Linked DNA regions of Gossypium hirsutum: region 2 is linked to region 1. The links are chromatin contacts, called in public Hi-C maps. All regions are on one chromosome and are shown on one strand. The core of a region is the stretch at or near the end of the contact, and the rest is flanking DNA. Distances in the headings are between cores, read along the strand shown. Region 1 overlaps LOC107946671 (lysine-specific demethylase JMJ706). Region 2 holds the start of LOC107946676 (protein SAMBA).

Region 1 (5,290 bases), core at 948-3,447:
AATACCCTAAAATGTTATTTGGACCTAACAATTAGCATCTAATCGATACACCTTATTTGTAATAATTAATATCCAGATTCTTAGTTTTCAATTATGGAACTTCCACAGTGAAAACATTTTGTTTTAAGTTGTTGTTATTGAAGCTTCCGATTTTGTCATGCTTTTGGAACATAAGAAGTGAATTACATAATGGTAAAAGCTCTATTCCCTCTTACATGAATCCCAATTGAAGTCAAAGAATATTCCAACACTGAAAGAAATTGGATCGAGGGAATTGGGCTCTAAATTCCACGGCTTCGCTTTAACTGAGTGATGCTGTGGGTTAGGTAGCAGGGCCCATTTTTGTTAAGGGTTGCTGTCATCACAATACAAACAAAATGTGAAAAAAGGTGATTGCTTGTTCAAGGGTTGGCCCTGAATCTCTTTGGATTTAGTTGAGTAAACGACACTGATGTTCACAAGATTCATTCCTTTTTTGTTCTGTGTATTCCTTTTTTATTCCTTTGGGTACAAAATCATTTTTTCCTTCTTCTTGTGATAAAGATAATGGACAGTAGAAAATAACAGATTCAAATGTCCAAGAATAGCCCAAGCCACCGTCTCTATGGCCCGTAAAATCATAACTTGAAATCTGTGGCCCGTCCATCTCATACTTCCTAACACGGACAAATTCCAAGCATGCTTTCACTTCAATCAAACATAAGGTTTTAAACCATGACAGTAATGCTACATATTGATGCTGGTATATTTTGTGTATTTTACCAACTGATTCACCGACCAAAATTTACATTGAAACAATTTTTTGTTTTATTTTTTTCGTTTCGATTGATTGTTACATTCTGAGATATCAATACGAAATTGACTTATTTTAAACCCCCAACAACAATAATACGTTAGCTGATTGTAAAAAACCATGGACTTTGCGGACTCGCATTGAAACGACAATAAATCGTACATAATGAAAAGGAAATTTCACATTTAAAGAAAAAAACAGAAACATTGGAAAAGCAAAACAAGATTATAAACCTCAACATCAGCAAACAAGGAATGGAACAAACAATATGGCTACGTCGTTTGCGCTTCTGAATAGAATTAAAAAGGATGTGGCAACCATGGAATTGTCTCGACTTGTTAGAAATGGGCTACTTATGGAAACAGGACGGTGGTCCATACAGGACCCCAGCATTGACACAATTGCTTCAACGCAGAGGAGACCCATTTCTAGACCCCATGAAACTAACAATACACTCCTCCCTTCCTCCTTTTGCTTCCCAATAGTTTCCAAACCACAACAGCAAAAAAAGGTCGTTGCTGGCTTGTGCACCCAAAGCTAAAAAAACACCAACATTGCAGGCCCATCCGACATTGCCAACTGCTATATGGTGTTATGTCAATTTCCAATTTGGAGTTGGCCCCACAATCTTATAATCCAGGACAAAGATCATTAAGACCAGGAAACATCTACGACTGGACTCATAACACAACATGGTTCACACAGATAGGATTAATGAAATGTAAGGTAATGATTTGAGAAACAAAAATTAAGGCCGCATTACTCTGCATTTTATTTAAGCAGTGTACAACATTGCTACAGAAAAACGAATAAAGAGCCTAGTAGGGGAAGCAGAAGACTTCTAAAAATTAGAGGTTGTGGAATGCCCAATTTCCTCGGTAAGAATTAAGATTTGAGTGGCGAACAAATTTACGAACGTAAATTTTACTAAACCGAATTCTACTTTTCAGCTTTTGATGCATTAAGGTTGGTTCTCCAGCCATCGAAGGAAAAACACCCCGGGCCTGAGTGAGAACCATAAGAATCACATCTAGGACGTGCAATTTGCCCCAGTTTTGGAGGCCTGCACAAAGAATAAAACTATTAATGTTCTAAGCTTGGTTAATCTTCCGCTGCTATCCCTTAGTTGAATCGGTCATTTGGAATTTTATTGTTAGAACCCCCATCCAAGTCAAGCTCCAGAGTCAGGACCCAATCACCAGCCATCAGTTTCTGCACATCTATATCTTTGGAATTTTATTGTTAGAATCCCCATTTACAAGGAATGAAGTTAGCCAAGTCAATCTCCAGAGTCGGGACCCAATCACCAGCGATCAGTTTCTGCACATCTATAACTTCAAACCAGTCTGCTTTCTGAACCTAGATGTATTGGGCTTGGGCCTCTTACTTTAAGGCGCTTTGGACCCATCTCTGAAGGAGAATCCCTCTTGCTCTTTCCTAACTCCTGCTGGAACCTATCATTTCTGTGGTGCTCTCGCTGCCCGCTACTCATTCCTGCCTCACTGCCCATCTTCTTATATTTTATAGAAATGGGAATGGGAAGGGTGCCTCTTCCAAGTCTGTCCTTCACAGCATTCTCCAGAGCTTTAGAATCAGAACTACAATTTGTATTGCGGTTTGGTTCGTCGTTTCTACAGCATTCAGATGCATATGCCACTGGTCGCCCACATCTTCCTTCATGTTGAAGTTTCTTTAATCGTTTGAACCCCTGCCATATGAATTAAAGGCATGAGGACAAGATAACTGAAGTCCCATTAAAGTGAATAAGCAAGGCAAGAACTGATTAAGCAAAATACAAAAAGCAATATCAGAATAGTCAAAATTTGAAGACAATGCTAAAAAATTGGGAAAATAACTAATAGCTAAGACTAATTTAATGGTCATTCAAAAGCTTGTCATCCTCTAACAAACCATCAAAAAACTTCCCTGGAATGCAACAGCAAATGAGTGATGAGATGCTTTCTCTAAAGTAAATCTATTGTAGGGGCCAACGTACAAATGACAATTACAAAACAGAAAGAAACCGGCCAGTGACAAAGTAAAGACTACAATTTCGTTTTTTCTTTTTTTTTTTTAATTTTATGCACAAAGACTACAATTTTTCGATCAACAAAAAGGGCAAATTTAAACAACAACAAGAAAATGTGAAATCCCACTCAGTTCCCGCCCCCTCCCAATTTTTTTTTTCTAAAATGAAAATACAAAGATCATGTAACTCCAAGTCTTTCATCATTAAAAATATTGTCAAGTCAAAACATTTACCAAAAAGGCCCTAAGCTAGGGCCTTTTTGGATTGAATCCTTAGTCCATCAGCGGTGTGAAGCAGTTTTGCCCTTTCCAGAAGGGGAGTGAAAGTTTAGGTTCGCAGTTCTACTCAGGTGTGGCATTCCCCCTGGACTTACCTAACGTCTAATAATTGCACCTTAAATTTCCATGGGCCCAATGATAAGTCAAAAGTTAAGATAGTAACTTTATAACAGACAAAATATAACTATGGGAAGCTAAAACTATACCTGGTGTTCTGAGTTCTTTGATGATATGGTATCATTCCCAAATCTTTTCTCAACCTTCGAGAAAGGACGTTTAACCCTAAATATTGGTGAATCGGAACTATCACTGTTTTCATCCACTATAGACCTGCTCACTGGGTCATGAACATTATCTTGATGGATACTTCGATGATCTTCACGTGACAAACAGGAAACAGACAATTCATATGTATTCTCTGAGACTTCTTCAGGGAATCTTTCACCATTAACGCTTACTTGGTTAGCTACCCTCTGTACCTGCTTTGAGTATATACCAGTTGCACACTTAGTGCAGGAGCAGAAGATTCATGTTCAGATTAAGAGACTCAGCAGGCAGAGAGCTAGACTTACAGTTTTTGGTGATGATCCGACTTGCTCCAAATTAGTCTCAGGTTGAAATTTTCCATGGTTCATAGACGATATATGTTCTAGTGGTTGACCCATTGTATTTATTGCGGCAAAATCAGGACCCAAAACAACATTAATCTCACAGTATGGAAAGTATCCATCCTCTACATCAGTCTGCAACTTATTTGACAGTGGATACAAATACAAGTCATCACCATTTTCAATTTGTTGCTCAATTTCTTTTGATATGGCATCATCTTGCTCAAACTTCTTGGCAGCGGCCTCCATCTCTGCAACATCATCCCTCAAGAAAAGATAACGATAGCTCCCACATGGGAAGTGCAGTGACCTGATATCTGCAGAAGGTAATTAGCTCATCATAAGACAAAATTATATATCAAAGGGAAAACTACCAAAGCAAGGCAGGATCTGGGAAAGACTACCATGTCGCAGGCAAACAGGATGACCATTACAGCTGCAGTTAATGAAAGCAACATAACAATCGCGTTTGCATAAAGTGCAGACAATAGTTCTATAATAGTTTGGGGATATACTAGTGCATGCCCTTGATTTCATGACAGACCAAAGCGCCCGGTGCAGGAAACGCATTAGTTTTACAAATGAAACCTTGATGCAATGATGAGCAGCCAAGTCTGCCAGTGAATAATCCAAATCTTCCAGTTCTAAACTTGTATAGAGAAGCATTGCTTCTTTGCACAGAAGTTCCTCGTGAGGAAGGAGAGGCGCCCTGTTGAGATGTGCATAACGCAAGCTTGCTATAGCCCCTAAAGGAAACCAATCACCAATAGCAAAGTTGACAGCCTCACCACAGTTGAAACCTAAATGATTAAAGTTAGGAACATATTCATTAATTCTGTGGGAGCAAATATGAACAAATTAAGTAAAACATGCCTTACCATGACTAAATCCAGCATGATATGCCCTTGGAAAGGTAATTACAAACTCTCCCGGCTTCTGCACAGCCTTGTAGACAGAGACATCATGTTTCAACAAAATACTTGGAGGAAATAATGTCGTTTTACCCAAAAGCACATCAAAAGCTCCATCTTCACCATCCGCAGATAGGATATCATTACTGTACACATGTTCTTTGACAACCTTCTCAAATTTTGAAGCAGCATGACCAGGTATACCATACCAAGTTTTCGAAGCCCCACAGTGATGATAATTAATGCTGCCACAAAAGAATAGGAGAAGGATTGGTTAAAGGATTAGTTAAAAGAAAACAACTGTAAAGGAACTTAGTGTTTAATGTCATTTTACCTATACAAATAATGATCCTCCACGTGCCAAGCAAACATACTAAATAGCATTCCTATGTAAAGCATAGGGTCAGTTACACCCTGAAACAAAGACTGAGAAGATCAATTATCCGTATGTATACAGTGCCAAATTGAGATTAGGATCATTTTGATACCGGAATTGCTGTTTCAAGAAGACGCAAGGTGGACTTTGGCAGCCGTGAGAGTCGCTGAAATCAAACAAAAGGAAGCATATAAGAAAAAATTGAACCAGAATCCAGAACAGGGATAGAGCAAATCATGATAAGAGTAGTATCAAATTGCTTCCTCAATTTAAATCGACCTTGAAATTACTAAAA
Region 2 (5,290 bases), core at 1,751-4,250, 41 kb after region 1:
CTCCAATAACTGTACTACCTTGGTAGTAATACAAGTTATTTTTCCTGATGCCCTTCAATATCACAAGTGCGCCAGATGTCACTTTCAAAATCCCATCTCTCATAGTAACAACTGAACCATTAGATTCCAAGGCTCCCAATGAGATGAGATTTTTCTTCAAACTGGGCACGTACCGAACATCAGTCAGAACTCTGGTTGATCCATCTTGATTCTTTAATTGGATTGAACCTATCCCAACAGTTTTACAGGCATTGTCATTGCCCATATAAACAACTCCTCCATTTAGTTCTACTAAATCAGAGAACCACTCCCGGTTAGGGGACATATGATAGGTACAACCCGAATCCAATATCCACTCATCTGAATGGAACGACGATGATGATGCAACCAGTGATAGTTCAGAGTCACTAGTATCATGCTTAGCAACACAAGCATCTACAGCAGCTTTTCCCTTATTCTTCAGCTTTGGACAATTTTTCTTCCAGTGGCCTTTCTCATGACAAAAAGCACATTCATCTTTCCCGAGTCTGGACTTTAACTTTGATCTCCCCTTTTGAGTTTTCTTCCGAGTGTATGAACGACCTCGGACTACTAAAGCTTCTGTATCTCTGATTGAGTTTTTCTGTTTGTCCTTCTTTCTCTGTTCATAACTGTATAAGGCCGCACAAACTTCGCTCAGAGATATATCACTCCTGCCATGAAGTAGAGTAGTTTCTAGGAACTCAAACTCCTCAGGAAGTGACCCCAACAGCATCAAAGCCAAATCTTCATCTTTGAATGTCTCATCCATATTCAGCAAATCAGTGACTAACTGATTAAATTTGGTGATGTGATCATTCATTGTGGTACTTGGGACGTATGTGAAGCGAAACAGTCTTTTCTTCAAGTGGAGCTTATTTTGACTGTTTTTCTTCAAAAATTTTTCTTCAAGTGCCACCCACAACTTATTTGCAGAAGTCTCCTTTGAAAAAGCATACCTCTGCTCTCGAGAAAGGCATGATCGAATTGTGCCACATGCCAACCGATTGATCGCCTTCCAATCTTTCTCCTGTACATCATCTGGTTTCTCTTCATCAATGGCAATGTCTAGACCCTGCTGAAAAAGGGCATCTAGAACCTCACTTTGCCACATACCAAAATGGTCCGTGCCATCAAAGATCTCCACGGCCAATCTTGCATTTGCAATTGTCGGTCTTGTCCACATGGACGATGTTGAAGCTCCTACACCGACCGTTTTCTCCATAATCTTTCAATATACCTAAGGAAATCTTTTCTGATGTGGAAGATCAATTTAAACTGCAACCACAGAGCATACTACGATTAACCATCAAAGATCTCCACGGCCAATCTTGCATTTGCAATTGTCGGTCTTGTCCACATGGACGATGTTGAAGCTCCTACACCGACCGTTTTCTCCATAATCTTTCAATATACCTAAGGAAATCTTTTCTGATGTGGAAGATCAGTTTAAACTGCAACCACAGAGCATACTACGATTAACCTTCGGCTCTGATACCACTTGTTGTTCCAATAGGGTCGGAAGCGTGTAAATTATTGTACTAAAAAATCACACAAAGTTCAATTCCCAGGGAAGAGAGGTGGATCACATGGATCTCTTAAATACCAAGTCTTTCCTTAGACAGAATATCCCTTCTATAGTAATTTAATAGCACAATTAAATACTACTATTATACCCTCAAATATTGAAAGAAAAATAGGACAAGAAAGAACACAAGAGTTTTAACGAGGTTCGGTAAATTATACCTACGTCCTCGGGCACTAACACCAGATGATAACTTTACTATCTCCAAAGTATTACAAACAAATAGAATTCTTTAAGAATTCTCAAATGGGAGAAGAGAGAAAACTAAGAGAGAAAGATTGGTTGGGATGGTTGAAATGAAAAATGAAAAGGCCTATTTATAGTTGAGGTTCAGGGACTAACTTGCAAATGGCCTAAAAAATTAGGGACCAAAATTGCAATTATCCCTTTCAACTTTTCAACATTCGGTGCAACTTGCTCAACCTTTTTAACAAGTTGCTTCCTACCTTTGTTGACTTTTCAACAGATGTGCCATAAAATCTTCAAAACTTGAATCATGCAGGCTCTCATAATTTTCAAAATAAGATTTCATTATAAATTTCCCAGCATCTGAGTTTGTTTCTACCTGAAAACTAAGAATGTCAAATTCTTCGAAACTTGGCACAAGCAAGACAAATTTCATGCGTAGGACATGGTTATTCCGAGCAAAATGAAGAGTTCGAGTAACATACATGATGTCAACTAACCTCAGTTGTGGATGCGAAGACATGTATGCAAAAGACAGCACCAGAAAAGAGCATCCACAAGATTGCCAGTTTCAGATGAAAGCATAATCGATTATATTGTAGGGTTGACATTGAGTAACTGAATGGAAGAAACAAAGTGGATGAGAAATTACATGAAAATCTCATGATGATAAAATTTCCTTATTAAATTAAACGCTTTATATAAACAGGAATGAATTCTGGAAAGGTTGAAGCATAATTTAATAAATCTATCGATCTTGCAATAAATAAGGATAAGTTCCCATAGTTTAAAAATGTTTCTCTTTGTGAACAAGAACAATGATCCAAAAAACAAATTTTAGTTCTCTATTAATACACAGAGAGAGATTTGAATTACATAAAAAGAAGATGCAGACGCAAAGCATACAATCAGATTATTCATAACGAAAATAAACATGAGAGGCAAAAGGAGAGAGCTGACTTAAATTTTTCCTTTTAATTCCCCCCTCAAAAAGCAATCAATCTCCACGCTCTTAGTGACTCAACTTGATCAATCTTGGAAGAGGAAGAGCAACCCAGATTACAGGACCAGGAAAGAAACAACTTTTGAATTTAAAAAAGATGAAGATCTATATCAAATAGCATAGCATTGGGCTAAAATAAGGCCCATATGCTCCATATTCCAGAACCCATAAACAAGGAAAAGCAGGAAAATTCAATTTACTATTTTAAATATTGCAAATAAGACCCAAAAACCCAAATCAACACCTTCCGAGTTCCAAACATCTGAACAGAGTTTGAGAACTGAACTGTAAATCTAGCATTCGAGAAAGGTAGTTTCTTTTTTTCCTTTTTCATCCAAAAGAAGGTAAAAACAAGAAAAATGAATAGTTCATCACCAGCGAATTCATCAATATCAACTACAGCAATCGTTGGAGGAGGAGGAGCAAGTGGTGGTACTAATGCTGCTTTGGAGGATACCCATTTCCCTTCTGATCTTATATCCATTCAAGACCGCAAAGATGAGGCCATGCTCGGTTTGTTTCTTTCTTCTCTTTTGGTTTTCTTCCTTTCTCTTCGGAGTTGGAATAATATGCATTTATTAGTGTAAAGTTTGTGCTTTTTAGTCATTAGGGTGATTTTATTTCTGCATTAACACTTAGGGTTTAATTATGTTTGTGGGATTTTTTCTGGGTTTTATTGTATGTCTTTAGTATTGGAAGATTATGGTCTTGTTGTATGAGGCTTTGAGTGGATAAATTTGGGTTGTTGACATCAAAATAATGAAATATATGATACTAAAGTTGATGTCTTCTTTTCAGTTTCATTATTCTTACAGACATTATATTCAATGGGTTGATTTATTTGGTTTATGCTTGTAAGTTTCTTGAGATTGTATTGGAGGATTACTTTGAAAACTTATTAAATTGTTTTCAGGTTTGGTTTTAATTGTTTTTAACATTAATTTTGCTTTGATAAGTCCTAACACAATGGAAAGAATGTGAAGAGAAAATTCGTCCATCTTTATGCTTTCTATATGTGAAAATTTACTTGCCAAGTTACTGTTGCAGCCTACTGCTTATTCTATAGGTCCTCTCAGTGAAAATTCTTATTGCTTCTGCATTGCAGTTTTAAAATCTGATTTGATGGCTGCACTCAATGAAGAGGTTAAATCATTGGATGAAGATAACTGGAAGTTTGAAGGTCCTCGTTCCCGCATCCACCTGATATCAAGACCAGGTTAATCCTTCAATTCATTTCACACCAATTTGCGTTCTCACTTTTGTTACTTCCTGTATATCAAATATAAGTCCTGTTATAATGCGGGCCCTGTAAACTTCAAGTTCGCTTAATGCGTGGATCATTTGATTCATTTTCCAGTTGTGGTTTCCCTCTTTCAAGGTCCTACATTAACCTGACCATACCTTACCTTTACCTACAGCTCCATCGTTCTCATTATTTGCCGTTCTGTTCTCTATTCTTTGTTGTAGATCAGATCCGGTTTGCCAGTAAAAAGGAAGTGATAAAAGGAACTTAAATGTCTTGAAAAAATAGTTGTTTGTCCACATCTCTTTTGCGACTTGTCTTTGACATACCAAACTCTTCTTGGTTTCAATATGTATGTCTTTCTAGCTTCCTGTATATTTGGGGAGTCGTATTTATTGATTCGATGTTATGGATTCCACCAGGTGGGTTTCTACAGAAGCAGATGGAGTTTACAAAAAACTGTAGCACAGCCCCGAAAAAATGATTTCAGATTTCTTGAGACTGGACTTCACGGCTAAGAGATTGGCTTTACTCAGACAACTTTATTATATCTGTACATTGCTGAACTTCACTATGAAATCATGCACACATGTGAAGAATTACAAGTATTTACTTTTGACTGTTATTGATAAACAAGACAGTTTTGCCTTTCCATTTTTGACATTTGAAAACCCCTTAAATGATCATGTACGTAGCACAGTCCATTGCGGTGTGGAATTCGATTCAGTTTCTAAGTTACAGTAAAGAAAAGGAGGATCAATCTTCGATTAGGATATTGCCAAAGAAGCTTATAATGCATAAAGCTCAGGGTTGCATCTTGAATACGAGGCTTAATGTTGAGTTCAGTGCAGCTTTGACCTTTCTTACCGAAAGGCCTTATTTTAGAGCTCTGCAAGGTTTTACTATTCATGGTGCTCATAGTTACAGGCAGCAGGGTGGAAATCTGCAATTACAATGTGGCCAATTCTTTAATAGCCCGGTACAATTACTGGGATTTTTACATCGGAACCGCATGCAACTGGTAATATCATTTTGTAAGGGTTAATAAGAGTAGAGTTTTGTTTGTTTGTTTTTAAATTTAGCAAATATTTCACCATTTGCCACCATCTCGCTGCTTAATTTCACCCTTCAGTCATTTCCAACAAAATGGAAATATGTTTTTTTTTTTTAATTTCTCTGCACATGATTTACCAGCCATTTCCAACAATGGCAAACTTCACATGCTTGGAAACCCAGAAAGGTCGCATTATGAAGG

What was found. Hi-C and Micro-C count contacts between places; a contact is called where the count stands out from the background.
Region 2: a Hi-C map of leaf shows a contact between it and region 1, with 2.1 times the contacts expected there. The contact joins the promoter of LOC107946676 here to the enhancer-like site in region 1. A contact is called at or near these places in 3 of 34 Hi-C or Micro-C datasets (all in leaf).

The regions. Positions count from the first base shown.
Region 1 is chrD12:56,435,439-56,440,728 of Gossypium_hirsutum_v2.1, forward strand. LOC107946671 (lysine-specific demethylase JMJ706) reads right to left here. Exons shown (of 11, transcript XM_041107296.1): 5 at 5,108-5,161; 6 at 4,954-5,045; 7 at 4,587-4,864; 8 at 4,113-4,508; 9 at 3,673-4,025; 10 at 3,307-3,579; 11 at 1,527-2,501. The coding sequence ends at 2,130. Among protein-coding and RNA genes, the nearest start is that of LOC107946671, 6.5 kb to the right of the region's middle. Within about 2 kb of position 2,198, at least 8 of the 9 cell types and tissues checked have an H3K27ac peak or open chromatin away from gene starts, as enhancers often do. A contact at or near this core is called in leaf, where this site is marked.
Region 2 is chrD12:56,475,312-56,480,601 of Gossypium_hirsutum_v2.1, forward strand. LOC107946676 (protein SAMBA) reads left to right here and starts at 3,001. Exons shown (of 3, transcript XM_016881100.2): 1 at 3,001-3,305; 2 at 3,898-4,008; 3 at 4,458-4,769. The coding sequence starts at 3,152. The coding sequence ends at 4,519. LOC107946674 (phosphatidylinositol-glycan biosynthesis class X protein) reads right to left here and starts at 2,868. Exons shown (of 5, transcript XM_041107304.1): 1 at 2,750-2,868; 2 at 2,290-2,407. The coding sequence starts at 2,312.